Regions from separate parts of the Sus scrofa genome. Here regions 2, 3 and 4 are each linked to region 1. A link is a contact called in public Hi-C, promoter capture Hi-C and targeted proximity ligation data. All regions are on one chromosome and are shown on one strand. The core of a region is the stretch at or near the end of the contact, and the rest is flanking DNA. Distances in the headings are between cores, read along the strand shown. Region 1 holds the start of RPS27 (40S ribosomal protein S27). Region 2 holds the start of S100A13 (protein S100-A13). Region 3 has its middle 13 kb from the start of S100A6. Region 4 holds the start of ILF2 (interleukin enhancer-binding factor 2).

Region 1 (3,897 bases), core at 66-2,565:
TGTTTTTACTGTCAATACTCTGATAGGTGGATCTGAGGAGATGTTGCAGTCGCTTATGTCAGAGAGTGTTTGGCCTATGTTTTCCTTTAAGAGTTTGATAGTGTCTGGTCTTATATCTAGGTCTTTAGTCCATTTGGAGTTTATTTTTGTGTATGGTGTTAGGGAGTGAGCTAATTTCATTCTTTTCCATGTGGCTGTCCAGTTTCCCCAGCACCACTTACTGAACAAGGTGTCCTTTCTCCATTGCATATCCTTGCCTCCTTTGTCATAGATTAGTTGGCTGTAGGTGTGTGGGTTTAATTCTGGGCTTTCTATCCTGTTCCACTGATCTATATTTCTGACTTTGTGCCAGTACCATATCGTTTTGATGGATTCTTTTTTTTTTTACATTTCTGTAAATTTTTACATTTCTGAGTTGTTAAAAATGGGCAAATTAGGAGTTCCCCTCGTGGCGCAGTGGTTAATAAATCCGACTAGGAACCATGAGGTTGAGGGTTCGGTCCCTAGCCTTGCTCAGTGGGTTAAGGATCCGTCGTTGCCGGGAGCTGTGGTTTAGGTTGCAGACATGGCTCGGACCCCACGTTGCTGTGGTTCTGGTGTAGGCCGGTGGCTACAGCTCCGATTAGACCCCTAGCCTGGTAAACTCCATATACCGTGCGAGCGGCCCAAGAAACAGCAAAAAGACAAAAAAAAAAAAAAAGGTAAATTAAACTTATTGAAAAAAGGCAAAGAAATTTAAGAAGTTCCAGACATGGCTCAGTCTCGCTGTTTCCCTAAAGAGCTCCTATTGTCAAAGCGCAGCACCAAGTTTTAAAATTGTCCATTTAGGAGTTCCCATCGTGGCGCAGTGGTTAACAAATCCGACTGGGAACCATGAGGTTGTGGGTTCGCTCCCTGGCCTCGCTCAGTGGGTTAAGGATCCGGCATTGCCATGAGCTGTGGTGTAGGTTGCAGACGCGGCTCAGATCCCGCGTTGCTGTGGCTCTGGCGTAGGCCAGTGGCTACAGCTCCGATTCGACCCCTAGCCTGGGAACCTCCATATGCCGCGGGAGCGGCCCAAGAAATAGAAAAAAGACAAAAAATAAAATAAATAAATAAAATAAAATAAAATTGTCCATTTACACCTCGAAAGAGGAGGGGACACTGAACTTCTGGGAGCTCCAGCTCACACTCTGAACGTGGCCACTCCTATGTCTCTCATTTAGAGACCTTCCAAAAATGGCAGCCCCCTGCTCTTTCCACCGCGTGCAGACGGTGAGAAAAAGTCCTTCCCAACATGGCGGCCGAAGGCCCATGCGTCACTTCCTGCAGGACGGTGGATATAAGGAGCAGGATTTCCGCCTTCGCTCCTTTCCGGCGGTGACGACGTCCCTTCGAGAACATGCCTGTGAGTCTCTTGGTCCAGGTTTCGGCGGAGATCTCGCTCTTCTGTCCGCACGCTCCCCTCACGCTGATTTCGGATCGCAGAGGGCACTCATTTGCCCTTCGCGCTTCCCAGGACATTAACTACGGGGACCGCGGAGGCCCGCGGGGTCCCCTGCATAGACGGGAGCGGAGAGGAGATAAGATGGCGGCCCAGCTGCGCAGACACCAGGGGCGGCGAGGGGCGAGCTCTCCCCGGTGTGTGGCAGCGGAGGCTGTTTTCATCATTCCGTGTTCGCCGTTGGTTTCTAAATCTCTGCATTTCTACTTCTCGTAGCTCGCAAAGGATCTCCTTCATCCCTCTCCAGAAGAGGAGAAGAGGAAACACAAGAAGAAGCGCCTGGTGCAGAGCCCCAATTCCTATTTCATGGATGTGAAATGCCCAGGTGAGGAGATAGCTTGTAGGAGTGGGGGAAGCGTTGGAGCCCAAGAATTGCAAAAAGGTCCCATTTCTTGAAAGTTGAAGGTGTGAGATGAGTAAGAATTTTGCAGTGTAGAAGTGACCCAGAGTAGTTTCTTTTCAAAACTTCATCTGCAAAGTAGGAGACACTGGGATGATAGGTTGGGTTTCTGCTGTGGTCATTTTTGTACTTGTACCTGGATGCAAGGTACAGTTACTGAGCGTCCTTCCCGTTCAAGTAGAGGATTCTCTGTTTTTTGACTTTTCAATAATCTTTGATTTCACTCCTTTCCTCTTCAGGCTGTGGGATGATGGTAATGTTTATATTATATGTTAGTGACAAAAAAAACATCGATGGGGGCAGGTAGTCCAGGAAGCTTCCGAGTTGGCTTTAATGTATATGTGGAGCTAGGTAATCAAGTTTAGAATGGGAAAGTGAATTTCGGCAATTACATAACGTTCTGATCTTACAGTTGATACAGGACAGCGTACGTTTAGGTGAAGAAAAGATGGAGAAAGTAAAATAACTAATTTGGTTTTTTCCCCAGGATGCTATAAAATCACCACCGTCTTTAGCCATGCACAAACAGTAGTTTTGTGTGTTGGCTGCTCTACTGTCCTCTGCCAGCCTACAGGAGGAAAAGCAAGGCTTACAGAAGGTAAATGGTTTAATCAGTGTTAGGATTTTGAGGTTTGAATTTTAAGAGAGATCATGTATAATGTCTCATCAAGAGGGTTGGGTTTGATAGTCTTTTTTTTTTTTTTTTTTCCTTCCAGAAGCATTATTAGAAAGCTCTAAATCTCAGAACGCTACTGTCTCAAGCTGGGGTGGATGGGTGATAAAAGGGGCTTCATACAAGCAGAGCTGATAATAGGGTCTTTCAGTGACTACGTAGGAACTGAAGGAGTTGAGAAAAATAACATGTAGCTTTCCTGTTGGTATCATAGATCACTTTGTGGGGCTTCAGCAGGGTAAGGAGGCTGCTGTCAGTTATTCTTAACGACCTTTTTTCTTCCAGGATGCTCCTTCAGACGGAAGCAGCACTAAAAGCACCCTGAGTCAAGATGAATGGGAAATGATCCCAATAAACACGTTTTGGATACATCCTGTTTATTGTCTTGTTTTACTGCTAGGAAGTTCCTACCTCACGTATTCAGGGGCATCCAGAAGAGTGGAGTCTAGAGTCATTTGGGGCAAGTAAGTGGCCAAGTCCGTTTGGGGTATTTCTATCCCTAGGCTCATTGGGTAAATCTGCAGTTTGATTAAAAACTGGGATAGTATGTAAATAGGGTATTTGCTTTCACTTTTATGTTTGTTTAGAATTAAAAATTGACAGTTGATCTTTAAAACCCAATCGCAGTGGGGAGGACCCATCGTGGCACATCGGAAATGAATCCGACTAGGGACAATGAGGATGCGGGTTCCATCCCTTGCCTCACTTGGTGGGTTAAGGATCCAGCATTGCCGTGACCTGTGGTGTAGTTCGAAAATGTGGCTCGGATCTGATGTGGCTGTGGTGTAGGCCGGCAGCTGTAGCTCTGATTAGACCTCTAGCCTGGGAACGTCCATATGCTTCAGGTGCAGCTCTTAAAAAAAAAAAAAAGTAAAATGTAATCCACACACCATTTTAATAGCAAACAGCTTAGGATCTTTTATTCACAGTTCTCAGAAGCCTTGTTAGGAGGCTTATGAGTATAGAGATTGCTGCTTGGCTTCTGGTCTAGGGCTAGAAATCTCCAGTCCTCAACACTTAAAGGAGACTTGTCCGAGCAGAGGTTAGTGCCTTATACTCCAAAGCCAATGTTGTAGCCTCTGGGATGGTGGGGGTTGTGGACTCACGAAGGGAGGGGGAGAACGTGTGTATGTGTAAGAACCTAGAAGTGAAGGAGGAAGAAAAATTGATGAAGGGTGAATAAAGTGAAAGAGGGTGATATCTGAGCTTTTCAAAAATAAAAATAATAGTAATTTTTTTACCTGACTGTGATGTTCCTAGAGTTGGTACGTAAACAACTGGAACTGTCTGTATCTTCTTGAGGAGGGCATTGTATGCTGGGGAAAGAACATGGGAGATGTC
Region 2 (4,377 bases), core at 994-3,493, 310 kb before region 1:
GACTGCCATCCTCTCCACCAGGCCGACCGAGGGCACCAGATTGATCCTTGCTCAGGGAGGGCAGCCGAGTCAAGGCTATAGCGGGGAGCCCAGCCCACCATCCCCAACAGCATACCTTGGCTGTGCTAGGCAGGAAAGTCCAGGGTAAAAATAGAGCCAGACGAAGCCAGGCTGGGTCCTGTGACCACCCCGCCTGCCTGCCCTACCCTCCCCAATGTCTGCGCAGGCAGCCAGGAGCCACCACAAAGTCCATGGCAGGCCTCTAGAGCCAGCCCAGCTCCAGCTGCTCTATCTTGCTGCCCTAAGCCCTGACTCCCTCTGACTGGGGTGTGGACTGAAGGGCACAGAGAAGGAGTCTAGACTTAGGTCTGTTTGTGTAACATCTCAGGAAAGATCCATTGTGGTGGGGCTCCAACCTCATAGCTCTTCAAGCTGTAGGACCCTCGCCCTGACCCCAAAACCCCAGGCATGGTCCGAAGCTCACTTCCATGGTGGGACGTGGGTAGGTGAGCTGCACGATGGGCTCGGAACTGGAGACAGCGATGGAGACTCTCATCAATGTGTTCCACGCCCACTCGGGCAAGGAGGGGGACAAGTACAAGCTGAGCAAGAAGGAGCTGAAAGAGCTGCTGCAGACGGAGCTCTCTGGCTTCCTGGACGTGAGCACAGGGTGGGGGTACAGGGTGGAGTGGGCGAAGGGTGGGGGAACAAAGTGGGCACCTCCCTGCCATCTCTCCATCCACCCCAGCTCAGCCCATCCATCTCCTTCCTCTCCCAGGCTACCCGACTCCTCCTGGTTCAAGTCAAAATGCCCAGATTTATTGATGACCTGTTAAGTGCTAGGCCCTATGTAGACGCATCATTAACAAAGCTCACAGTCTAGAAGGGAAAGCCTGACACTTGAAGGTAAATCTTGGGAGTTCCCATTGGGACTCAGCAGGAAAGAACCCACCTAGTAACCTCGAGGACGCAGGTTTCAATCCCTGGCCTCACTCAATGGGTTAAGGAGCCAGCACTGCCGTCAGCTGTGGTGTAGGTCACAGACAACACAGCTCGGATCCTGAGTTGCTGTGGCTGTGACGGAGGCCAGCAGCTGTAGCTATGATTCAACCCCTAGCCTGGGAATTTCCATGTGCCGCAAGTTCGGCCCTAAATTTTAAAAAATAATAATAAAGAAAAAAGAAAAGAAAGTGAATCTTGAATCTCAGGAAGCACCCAGGACCTTAACAGAGATGCCAGAAATGACTACGGGAGAACATTAACCGGACTGAAGTGGGATGGCTTCTCCAAAGAGGGGGCACTTGAGCCAGAGATTTCCACGGGAAGATTAGGGCAAATGCAGACATTTTAGGAGAAGGTACAGTATCTGAACAAGGGCATGGGAGAAAGAAGATGAAGCATGCTCGGTAGTTTTGACTGAAGGATGCAGAAAAGGAGAAGCCAGTCGAAAGTGTACCAGCGCTGAGATTTCATGAGAACGGGATTCAAATTCTGGTGCTGCCACTTTCTTGCTGTGTGACTTTGGGCACGTTATTTAACCACCAACTGTCAATTTCTTTCTTCTCTAGAGTGGGAATAATGAAGCCTAGTTCATGCTATGTGTGTTAGAATTAAATTAGACAATACTTGTAAAGCTCCTGGTGCAGTGCTTGTCACATTGTAGGCACTCAACATATGGGAATTGTTTTTATTACTCTGCCCTGTTAAGGAGCTGATCTGTAGGCAACAGGAAACCACAAGTGTCTTGTTAGTTTAGAGAAGGGCAGAAAGAGTCCCATAATTAGCAGTTCCCATTGTGGCTCAGCAGTAACAAACCCAACTAGTAGCCATGAGGATGTGGGTTCGATCCCTGGCCTCATTCAGTGGGTTAAGGATCCAGAGTTGCAGTGAGCTGTAGGTCACAGACGCGGCTCAGATGTGGCGTTTTCTGCGGCTGTGGCGTAGGCTGGCAGCTGCAGCTCCAGTTCAGTCGATAGCCTGGGAACCTCCATATGCCATGGATGCGGCCCTAAAAAAAAAAAAAAAAAGAAAAGTCTCATAATGAGACATAATTCTCCCTCTTGCTCATCTCTGCCTCCTCCTCTCCAGTCAAGCAAGTCCCATGCCCCTGACTCTGTGATATTCATCTCCCTGTCCACCTACCTCACCATTTCTTCGCTTCACAGGCCCAGAAGGATGCGGATGCTGTGGACAAGGTGATGAAGGAGCTCGACGAGAATGGAGATGGGGAGGTGGACTTCCAGGAGTACGTGGTGCTGGTGGCTGCCCTCACAGTGGCCTGTAACAACTTCTTCTGGGAGAACAGTTGAGCAGATGGTCCCATTGGGCAGCGCCCTTCCCCTCCACCCTGCCATACCTGCCTCTTCACCCTGCTTCCCCTTCATCCCGCTGTTCCCTCCCCACCTTCTCACCCTTGCCTACCCTCCAACAGGGGCGCAAGAGTAGTGGGCCAGGCCTGCAACTCATCTTTCATTAAAGGCTCCTCTCTCACCAGCCACCAGCTGCTGTCTCTGGTCCTTCAGGGTTTGGAAATGGGTGGGGAAGTGAAGGCTGTTCACTCCCAAATTGCTTTATTTGGGGAGGGATCTTATTTTGGAGAAAGATCAAGGAACCATTACATCTTCCTACTTAAGGAATGCTCAAGGCCCAGAAAGGTAGAGGCTCAAGGTTCCAGCTGGAAGTGGCAGAGACATCAGCTTTTCAGCTTTGAAGCCAGAAAAATTGCCCTTCAACTTTCGAAGAATATGTGCTGAAGACCTACCCCGTGCTAGACATTGTGTGGAAACTGGGAATACAGCAGTGAGCAAAACAAACACAACCCTCACTGTCACATAGGTGAAGTCCAGTAAAGGGTGCCAAACCATTAAACATACACGTATAAATGCTAGGAAGGAAAATGAAAGGATCTCATGCGCCTTTAAGAGAGTGGAGGTGGAACTGAGGACATGTTCATTCACTCATTCTTCCAACATCTGAGCCTTTTTTTTTTTTTGGTCTTTTTTTGCTATTTCTTGGGCCGCTCCCACGGCATATGGAGGTTCCCAGGCTAGGGGTTGAATCAGAGGTGCAGCCACCTGGCCTACGCCAGAGCCACAGCAACGCTGGATCCGAGCCGCGTCTGCAACCTACACCACAGCTCACAGCAATGCCGGATCGTTAACCCACTGAGCAAGGCTAGGGATCGAACCCGCAACCTCATGGTTCCTAGTTGGGTTCCTTAACCACTGCGCCACGACGGGAACTCCCATCTGAGCCTTTTATTGTGTGCCCAGGTATAAGGAAAATGCCATATAGGTCTGCATCAAAATCCACATGGAAGCTAGATGGAGGGAGAAGACATTGGAATAGGTTGCGGGGACGCAAAGCTTCCCCCAAATAAGAATTTAACAATCTTCAGGCCAAATTGGGAAGGGAAGTGAAGAGAAAAATATGGACGGGCAGTGGTGCGTGGTGCAGGATCCAGTGAGGTGTGCTCCCTGCACTGGTCCCCAGGTGCGTTTATGGCAACCCACAACTCTAAAAGGGGCGTATGCTGAGGGGGGAGCCAGCGCAAATTACACCGGCCCGGTGGCTCTCGGAAGAAAGACCGAGTCATGTCGCGTAAAGAATTTTAGTCGGTCTGCCTTAGCTTTAGGGGTGGAGGGACCCGCAATGAAATACGAACTTCTTTTCTTAAGAGGACCAAATCCGCCTTGAACGTCCCAAATCACCAACTTGCAGCCGCCTTAAAACCCAAGAGAGAATATATTGGCCACGCCCCTTCCCGGGTGGGGCTCGGAGTGTAATACAGCCTAAAGCCCCGCCTTTTCCCTGGAGCTCCGCCTCATCCCCCGCGCAGGCGTAACACAAATTTTCCCGCCTCCTGCGCTGTGCGCAGACCTGACGTCTGACGTAATGGCGTCGACGCCATTTTAGCCGGTCCCATTCCGCACTGGGCGTGGCGGCCATTTTGTTTTGGAGAGCGAGCGGGAGTTGGCGGCAGCGGCTGTGGTGAAAGGCAGGAAAGGGCACGCCGGGCGAGCAGGCGAACCGGCCGACCGGACAGCCACCCAGCATCAACGAACTAACCTAGCATTCTACCGTTTAACACATACAACCAACCGCCCACCAAGTTAATCCGAGCCCCTCCACCGTCAACTCAGGTTCGGCCGGCCCCCGGCCAGCCTGTCGCAGCCGTGGTGGCAACCCCGGGAGGAGCACTGGCGTCCGTTTCCTTCGGTACGTTTCTGTGGTGAGAAGGAGGGCAAAAGTCTTGGGGAGCGCCCGGGCCCGGCGGTCGTGGAGTGGGAGCTGGTGGGATGTGGAAGCAGATTGGGTGTCGGGGAGTGGAGGCCCCGGGAGGGGGCGGAGCCCCTGAGAGGGAGGCGGGGGAGGCCC
Region 3 (4,324 bases), core at 334-2,833, 410 kb before region 1:
TATTTCCTTCCTTGGGTCAGAGGATAGCCTGTGGTTTTTGTCTTTGTGGCCTCTGACTGTCTCTTCCCCAGAACATTCTTTTGGTTTGACCCAAAGCTATGTCTCCCAAATTGCAATTCTTTTTTTTTTTTTTTTGTCTTTTGTCTTTTTAGGGCCGCACCCTTGGCATATGGAGGTTCCCAGACTAGGGGTCTAATCGGAGCTGTAGCCACCGGCCTATGCCACAGCCACAGCAACACCAGATTCGAGCCACATCTGCAACCTACACCACAGCTCACGGCAATGCCAGATCCTTAATCAACTGAGCAAGGCCAGGGATTGAACCTGCATCCTCATGGATTCTAGTCGGGCTCGTTAACCACTGAGCCATGATGGGAACTCCACAAATTGCAATTCCTAAGAGCCCAAACAAAATTCTTTGTTCTCTGCAGCCTCTATGCTGACTGTTGTCCAACAACCCCCGACATAATAGGATGCTTAAAAAGAACTTTTTCAAGGAGTTCCCGTCGTGGCTCAGAGGTTAACGAATCTGACTAGGAACTATGAGGTTGCAGGTTCGATCCGTGGCCTTGCTCAGTGGGTTAAGGATCTGGCGTTGCCGTGAGCTGTGTTGTAGGTTGCAGACGCGGCTCAGATCCCCTGTTGCTGTGACTGTGGTGCAGGCTGAAGCTACAGCTCTGATTGGACCCCTAGCCTGGGAACCTCCATATGCCCTAGGAGCGGCCCTAGAAAAGGCAAAAAGACCAAAAAAAAAAGGAACTTTTTCAATTGTCTCCCTTTTTGCTGTGGCCCCAAAGCAGAGGACAAGGGCTTAAGTCTCTACACCTACTGAAGAGAGGCTCTTGACCAGCTATGGAGAACTTTTTGGGAAGGAGGTGGACCAAAAACACAGTGTCCCTACCTATCCCTGGGAGTGAGGCAGGGTGTTGGCAGGGCTGCTGTTTGATCCCCACATCATCCCCATGGAGGGGAGGGCAAGGCACTTCCCCTTCACCTTAACCCCAGTGAGAACCACGCAGGGCTTGGGCTGCATCCTGTGGACACCCAAACTCTCCTGGCAAGAAGCTGGCTGCCCCAGCAGCAGGAGCAGAGAGACCTGGGCACTTGTCCAGTGTTGTGCACAGTCTCCTTTCTACCAGCAGAGGGCGTCCTTATAAGGGCACCAATCCCTTCCTGAGGTTTCCACCCCCATGACCTCGTCCAAACCCAATTACCTCTCCCAAAGGCCCCAACTTCTAAATACTAGTACATTGGGGATCAACATATGAATTTGGGGGGAACAATGATTCAGTCCATGGCGGAAGTCAATATAGGATTTAAAGCTGCAGAACCAGCTTTGTTTGCCAGAAAGACAAATGTAACAGCAATGTGAAAGACAAACTGGGTTTAACTCATTTTTCCTTATGGTAGGGCTGCCACCAGCAGGGCTGTGTGGCTCAGCCCTAAAGAGGAGAAGATGGGGTCTGATGTATGGTCCAGCCAGCTCTCATCCAAGCCTCTGGTCACGAGGTTCTTCCAGGCAATGCTTCGGCAATCCCACCACCCCAGACCTTTTAGGCGTCTCCGGTAGGCAGGGACTCGAGTGGGGACTGAATGGTCAGCAGGGGGCACCAAAGGACCAGTGATTGGACAGTCACAAGGCTGCTCAGCCCTCTCCTGCCACGTGGTGAAAAGGAAAGCCGGCCAGGTTCCAGACCCTGGCACAGCCTGATCCCATGGGCTCCATCCTGGCCTCAGATAAGAGGTCCAAAGAGAAAGGGGGTACGGTTTTTCCTCCAAATTCAGGGAAATACGCACACGTGCGCGCACACATACCACACAACACACACACACACACACACACACACACACACACACACACACACACACGTTTTTTTAAAGGCTCTTCCTAGATGAAAGAGGTTTTTACTTACCAAACTCAGTAATTTTCCTGATCACGTTTTGGATCATAATTTTGTGTGTTCCTAAAGTAACACTGTGGCTCTGAGCTGCGAGCAAGGACATTTCTCAGAACACAAAATATCAAGCCAGAGCTGGATGTGAGGTCCCAGAACTGATTCTGATCTGGTAATAATTTCCACTCTTGAGAGTAACTCACAAGCTAGGACTGCATTTGTGAATATATTTACCACCGGTAATCTGTAACTGGGAAAAGGAATGGACGGAAACCATCTTTATGTCCAAAGTTAAGGGACAATAGCAAATGCTAAACATCAGCAGGAGGGAACTATACATCTTCTTAAAATAGAAACTACGCACTTGTAGGAAGATTTGGTCAGAAAACAGAAAGGTTTGGGGGTTTTTTGTGAGGGAGGGGGACGCATTAAAAAGAGCTTTGAGGTGCAGTGGAAGCGAATCCGACTAGGAACCATGAGGTTGTGGATTCAATCCCTGGCATCGCTCAGTGGGTTAAGGATCCAGCATTGCCTTGAGCTGTGATATAGTTCACAGACGAGGCTCAGATCCCCCGTTGCTCTGTCTGTGGCGTAGGCTGGCAGCAATAGTTCCAATTCAACCCCTAGCCTGGGAACCTCCATATGCCACAGGTGCAGCCCTAAAAAAAAAAAAGAGTTTTGACTCATTCCTTGAAGCAAAGCTTGTCTTCCCTCCCCTGAGAGAGTAAGAGCTGGCACAGGACCTTCCTGCTTGGTTGAGAATTTGATTGTTTGCTCTCTGGTTTAAAGAATAAGTGATTACAGGGGTTCCCTCATGGCTCAGTGGTTAACGAATCCAACTAGGAACCATGAGTTTGCAGGTTGGATCCCTGGCCTTGCTCAGTGGGTTAAGGATCCAGCATTGCCGTGAGCTGTGGTGTGGGTCACAGAGGCAGCTCGGATCCCATGTGTTGCTGTGGCTGTGGCTTAGGCTGGCAGCTATAGCTCCAATTAGACCCCTAGCCTGGGAACCTCCATATGCCGCAGGTGCAGCCCTAGAAAAAAGAGAAAAAGACAAAAAAAAAGAAGAAGTGATTACAATGCCTGTATTTCAGTATTTTGGTATATTGCCTAATTTTTAGGTACCAAAATATTAATATTATTTTTGTCCTTTTTAGGGCTGCACCCGAGGCATATGGAGGTTCCCAGGCTAGGGGTCAAATCAGAGCTACAGCCACCAGCCTACACCACAGGCACAGCCACACAGGATCGGAGCCAAGTCTGAGTCCTATGCCACAGCTCACAGCAATGCTGGATCCTTAACCCACTGAGAAAGACCAGGGATTGAACCCACAACCTCATGGTTCCTAGTTGGATTTGCTTCCACTGTGCCACAACGGGAACTCCCGGTATTTTTTTTTAATCTGAAATATTAACCGCTTATATGTTGAGATGTACCTAAGAATTTTAGGTTATATTAAAATTTCAAATCAAAGGTTAACTGTGTTAGGAAGCATTCTTCTATACCTCCATAATCTGCAAAAAGTGACAGAAAATGGCAATCAACAAAGTAAAGAGGAGTTCCTGTTGTGGCTCAGCAAGTTAAGAGCCTAACATGGTGTCCATGAGGATGCAGGTTTGATCCCTGGCCTCGCTCGGTGGGTTAAGGATCCAGCATTTCTGTGGCTGTGGCACAACTCTCAGCTGCAGCTCCAATTTGACCCCAGTCCAGGAACTTCCATATGCCACAGGCTGAAAAAAAAAAAAAAAATGAAGAATAATCCCTATTACCCCTAAGCAAGGGATGTATGGGTGTTTCAGCACTGAAATTGATGCTGCTATAGGCTTCAAGTCCCCTTCAAGGAAATTAAACTCCAAGACCTCTGGCCACGGCTCATTGTAATGCCCCTTCCCCCACCTTGACCAGCCTGAGCTGCTCACTCTCTGCCAGAGAAGGAATATCGGCCACTCTGCACCCCGATGCTATATAACCTGTTCCCCATGCAAATGAGGTATCCTGCTTAAGACCAATCAGATCAAATTGGGTCTCCACTCAGCTCCTCCTTGCGGGGTATAAAGACTATTGCAGAATGAGTCAGGCCCTCTTTTTAGCCTGCGCCCACTTGAGTCCTCCCTCTCCCTCTCTGAAAATGTACTTCCGCTTTAATAAATGTATAAAAGTCCACCATTCTGGTGCTTTGCGACTTCGAGACAGGGACCAAGGAAGCTGTGACTGTATCACTATCAGTTCCTCTGCATCGTCATCCCTGTTCATAAATGCGGGAATTAAGGAAGACAAAGCAAACTGAATATATATGTTCTTTAAAACAGAAACTGTAGCTTACAATTAACAACAAAGACTGCAGGCCCTGAAAAACATTCAAAAGTATCTCAAAGCTATCAAACACAAAATGAGGTTATGAGAAGATGGAATCAGCTGCCCCCGCCCC
Region 4 (3,845 bases), core at 675-3,174, 280 kb before region 1:
TATGCCAGAAGAGAAAACTTTGATCCAAAGATAGATGCCCCAGTAAAAATATAAATGCACACATAATTTGTTTATATCATCCCTGGTGCTCTCCCTCCACCCACAGTGAGAAATAAGGAGAACAATTAAACCCTCTGGGGAGGGCAGGCTCTGATAAGTGTAACGGCACCAGTAGTTATTTACTTCTCTACTTCATTCGTGAAATCTCAGGAGGAAAACTAACAGAATATACCTGCTCAGCTGAATTAGGAGCCAGGTCCTGATTCCTCTTCAGTAAGGCCTCACTGAAGGAAGTTTCATCAGGTGCTGGCTTGACCCGAGGAAAGGCCATTTCACACTAAACCAGAAATAAACAATTTTATACTACCCACCAAAAATAACATAAAATAAAGATTGTTTTTTCCTGTTGCCACAAAACAAAAAAAAGTTGAAAAGAGAAAATTCTAAAACACTTATTTTTAACTCCATAAAATATTTAAACAAGCATAGAAACTAGAAGAGCCATAATTTAAGCTCTCACTACCGTTACATTAACAGATAAACCAAAGATACAATTAACTGTTCAAAACAAAGATTCTAATCCTGTTACTACCAACTGTAGTCAAGGAACTATGTTCCCCACCCAGTTTACACTGCTTTTGTATGTAAAGCAATACAGGCTGACTCAAAACCCAATCCCACTCACTAACCCCCTTTCCTACTCCAACCACCATTTGACTTTATTAACAGGGAGACCCTAGGCTCCAGGAAACAAGTGAACTGCGGTCAAGGTACTCACCAAATAGAAATCAAATGGGATATGTGGCACAAACGGCCTGAACCTAAAAAATGAAAAACAAGTCAAATTATTCACCACAGAAATCAAGTGGTTTTAGCATAAAGGGGCCAGAACTCTCATTTAGGAGAGCACGGAAAGAATGCTTCTAAACCACAGCTGGAGCTCACAAAAGCAGGTAAGATTAGTCCGCTCCAAACACCCCATTTAGGTGACTGAAATGGAAACTAAGTGTGCAGAGATGCTAAAAACTGGCACTCACCCTCCTCCTGGGCCTCCTCTGGAACCAAAGCGCCCGCCACGACCACGGCCTCTGTCCCCCCTAGAAATGCATAAATACATTTTTAACTTGGTTCTCACCGCGTTGAAACGACCTCCACCATACCGGCCATATGATTTCAAGTTCGCTTACCGCCATCTCCGTGAACTTCCGTTTGGAAGCTAAGAGATCCCATTCCCACTGACAACACTTGCTCTCCATCCGTCCCAAGCGCCCAGCCTCAACCCCCAAGACCGCCTCCTTCTGGGTAATTTAATCACATCAAATACTGACGAGGTTCAGTGAGCCCTACAAGAAATGCCCCATAATTCCCGGGGCGCGCCAGCCCTAATACTTCAGAGACTAACGAGATTGCTCATTTATTCGTAACTAGTAAAAGCATCTAACGGCAACCCTATACGTCAAGCACTTAGCCTGGAGTATGAACGAGGCACGTTCAAGCCTTCTCAGTCTAGATGGTGGTCGGGGTGGGGAGGTGGTCCTCCTGGGAGGTGAGGACAGCCCCTCATCTAACCGCCCCCGCTCCCGCTTCCCCTTGCCTGGGCCCCACCCCCATCCCTGGCCCACGTTTCCCCGCCTCCGCGGCCCCCGACTTCCCCCACGCTCCCAAGCGGGAGTTCTCAGATTTCCGTGCAGCCCCCAGATACACGGCCCTTCAAGACCTCCGAGTCCTTTCAGCCCGCGTACCCAAAGTTTTTGGTCGAATACTCGAAACCCTTCCAGAGCACCCCACGACCCTTACCTCATGGCGTCCCAAAGTCCGAACAATGGAGGCCACACCAACCGCCCCTTTCCTCCGAGAAGCCCTCAACTGGAGAGGCGGCTTGCCGGCGTATGCCAACAAACCCCGGCGTGATTGGCTCCCGCCGTTCTGCACCACTTATGCCTATTGGTTCACTTCAGCAAACCGGGTTTATGAACCAATAAAAAGCCCCTACTATGTCAGGGACCAGCCAATAAGAAAGGACTTGACAGGAAAGACTTTTTTTTACGGACACCAGGGGGCATGGTGTAGAGCAATCAGGTTGGCTAACACTCAGAGAACTTTCTATACGATTTTTGAAAAATATCTTGCCGAGCTAGCAGAGTGGCGCAGCGGAAGCGTGCTGGGCCCATAACCCAGAGGTCGATGGATCGAAACCATCCTCTGCTAGGAGAGCTTTTCTTTCTTTTCCCCCCTCCTTCCCACTCCAGGACAGAAACTCTTGTTTTTCTAGTAGATGTAAATACCGCACTCCTATGTTTTCCTCCTTAGAAGCTAATTTTTGCCAAAAGCAGGCAAATGGCGCAAGCAGGCGAAATGGAATAGGAAGGGACTTAGGCAACTATGACTACACGTCTGGATGTAGTTCACAGAGACTAGAAACTTGAGGCAGGAGAAGCGGATTTGAATATAATAATTGAATCGGAGAGGAGAAATACTGATGTGGAGGGGCTAGAAGGCAAACTGAGACAGCCTCAGGAAAGAGAGTTCAGATGAAGAGAACAACGGAAATGACTGGAGAAAAAGACCAGACCCATCCCTCTTGCCCAGTATCCCCTCATTTCTCCTTTCCTCACTCGGCAACCTCCCTGGTGGATTTTACTCTTAAACGAAGCTTCACAGCCACATATAAGGATAAACTGCTGTTGCATTTAAATCAATCATATTACAAGTTGCTCTTTGTCCTGTTTCTCCCTCTTCTTGCCTTCTTTTTCACTGACTAATATTTATTATTCCTTCCCTGCCTCTGTCAATAGAAAGTTACGCACTTTTTCTGCTCCCTCAGTGGTTACCCTAAAAATTTCGTGCCTCCTTGAAAGGGCAGAGTCTAATTTTACCCTCCTCGTGAAAAATGCAGGAGTAATTTAATTCAATTTACCACACTGACTCTAGAATTATATATACTATTGTGTAACTTTTAAGTATTACATTGACGTATTATTTACTACAGCAAAATGCACAGATCTTAAATCTACAGCTCCAATATTTTTGAATAATGTATTCTGCCCTTGTAATCACCGCATAGATTAACATAAAGAATATTTTTAGCACCTGACAAATTTGGCTTATACGCCTTTGCTCTCCCCCTGGAGGCAAACACTATTCCAATTTCTCTTATTGTAGATTGGTTTCGTCTGCTCTTCACATAAATGGACTCACAGCCTATGTGTTCTTTTTCCTCTGGCTTCTTTTGCTTGGCACATTTCAAAATTTTTCCATGTTTCTGCATTTATCAGCAATTTGTTCCTTTTTACTTGTTTATTTATTTTAGCCCCACAGGGCATGCGGAAGTTCCCAGGCCAGGGATTAAACCCAAGCCGCAGCAGTGACGAGACTGACAGGAGTGTCAATGTGGGATCCTTAACCACTCCTCCTTTTTATTTATGAGTAGCATTCCATTGCATAAATATTCCACTGTTTGTTTATCCATTCTTCTGTTGATGAGTTCAGACCTCCAACAGGCTGAGCCACCGGCAAACACATCTGGGTCGTTTCCAGTTTGGAGACATTATGAATAAAGCCGCTATGATCATTTTTGTACAAGATTCTTGCAGTAGATGCAATTGTTCCTCTTCATTGCAGAGGGGTAAGTGTAGCTGTATATGTTTACAAAATTTAAATTGCATATATATTCAGTCCCACTAGATATTAATACTTGGGCTTCCGGTTGTGGCTCAGTGGAAATAAATCCAACCAGTAAACATGAGAATGTGGGTTTTGGACCCCTGGCTCCGCTCAGTCAGTTAGCTCCTGTGTTTCTGAGAGCTGTGGTGTGGGTTGCAGACATGACTCAGATCCCACGTGGC

What was found. Promoter capture Hi-C pulls out the DNA fragments that hold promoters and counts their contacts. A called contact is a pair of places that touch in the nucleus more often than the background predicts.
Region 2: a targeted proximity ligation map of alveolar macrophages shows a contact between it and region 1. A contact is called at or near these places in 1 of 5 promoter capture datasets (fetal skeletal muscle) and 1 of 2 datasets of targeted methods (alveolar macrophages).
Region 3: a contact with region 1 is called in a Hi-C map of subcutaneous adipose tissue, with 2.3 times the contacts expected there. A contact is called at or near these places in 10 of 47 Hi-C or Micro-C datasets (embryonic fibroblasts, epiblast stem cells, fetal skeletal muscle and 6 more) and 1 of 2 datasets of targeted methods (skeletal muscle).
Region 4: a contact with region 1 is called in a promoter capture Hi-C map of fetal skeletal muscle, with 6 times the contacts expected there. A contact is called at or near these places in 3 of 5 promoter capture datasets (fetal liver, fetal skeletal muscle and liver), 22 of 47 Hi-C or Micro-C datasets (adipose tissue, alveolar macrophages, brain and 13 more) and 2 of 2 datasets of targeted methods (alveolar macrophages and skeletal muscle).

Annotation. Positions count from the first base shown.
Region 1 is chr4:95,696,899-95,700,795 of Sscrofa11.1, reverse strand. It overlaps RPS27 (40S ribosomal protein S27), which reads left to right and starts at 1,315. Exons shown (of 4, transcript XM_003125735.3): 1 at 1,315-1,387; 2 at 1,700-1,808; 3 at 2,371-2,481; 4 at 2,842-2,927. The coding sequence starts at 1,382. The coding sequence ends at 2,870. It overlaps NUP210L (nuclear pore membrane glycoprotein 210-like), which reads right to left. Exons shown (of 40, transcript XM_021089795.1): 39 at 3,798-3,872; 40 at 3,600-3,697. The coding sequence ends at 3,600.
Region 2 is chr4:96,005,146-96,009,522 of Sscrofa11.1, reverse strand. It overlaps S100A13 (protein S100-A13), which reads right to left and starts at 2,243. Exons shown (of 4, transcript XM_021089809.1): 1 at 2,143-2,243. The coding sequence starts at 2,150. It overlaps S100A1 (protein S100-A1), which reads left to right. Exons shown (of 4, transcript XM_021089808.1): 3 at 507-659; 4 at 2,166-2,497. The coding sequence starts at 519. The coding sequence ends at 2,309. It overlaps CHTOP (chromatin target of PRMT1), which reads left to right and starts at 3,909. Exons shown (of 6, transcript NM_001243268.1): 1 at 3,909-4,218.
Region 3 is chr4:96,109,135-96,113,458 of Sscrofa11.1, reverse strand. No RefSeq gene overlaps it. Among named protein-coding and RNA genes, the nearest start is that of S100A6, 13 kb to the right of the region's middle.
Region 4 is chr4:95,978,941-95,982,785 of Sscrofa11.1, reverse strand. ILF2 (interleukin enhancer-binding factor 2) reads right to left here and starts at 1,924. Exons shown (of 14, transcript XM_005663409.3): 1 at 1,798-1,924; 2 at 1,038-1,097; 3 at 779-821; 4 at 233-337. The coding sequence starts at 1,802. TRNAM-CAU (a tRNA gene) reads left to right here and starts at 2,137; the gene lies at 2,137-2,208.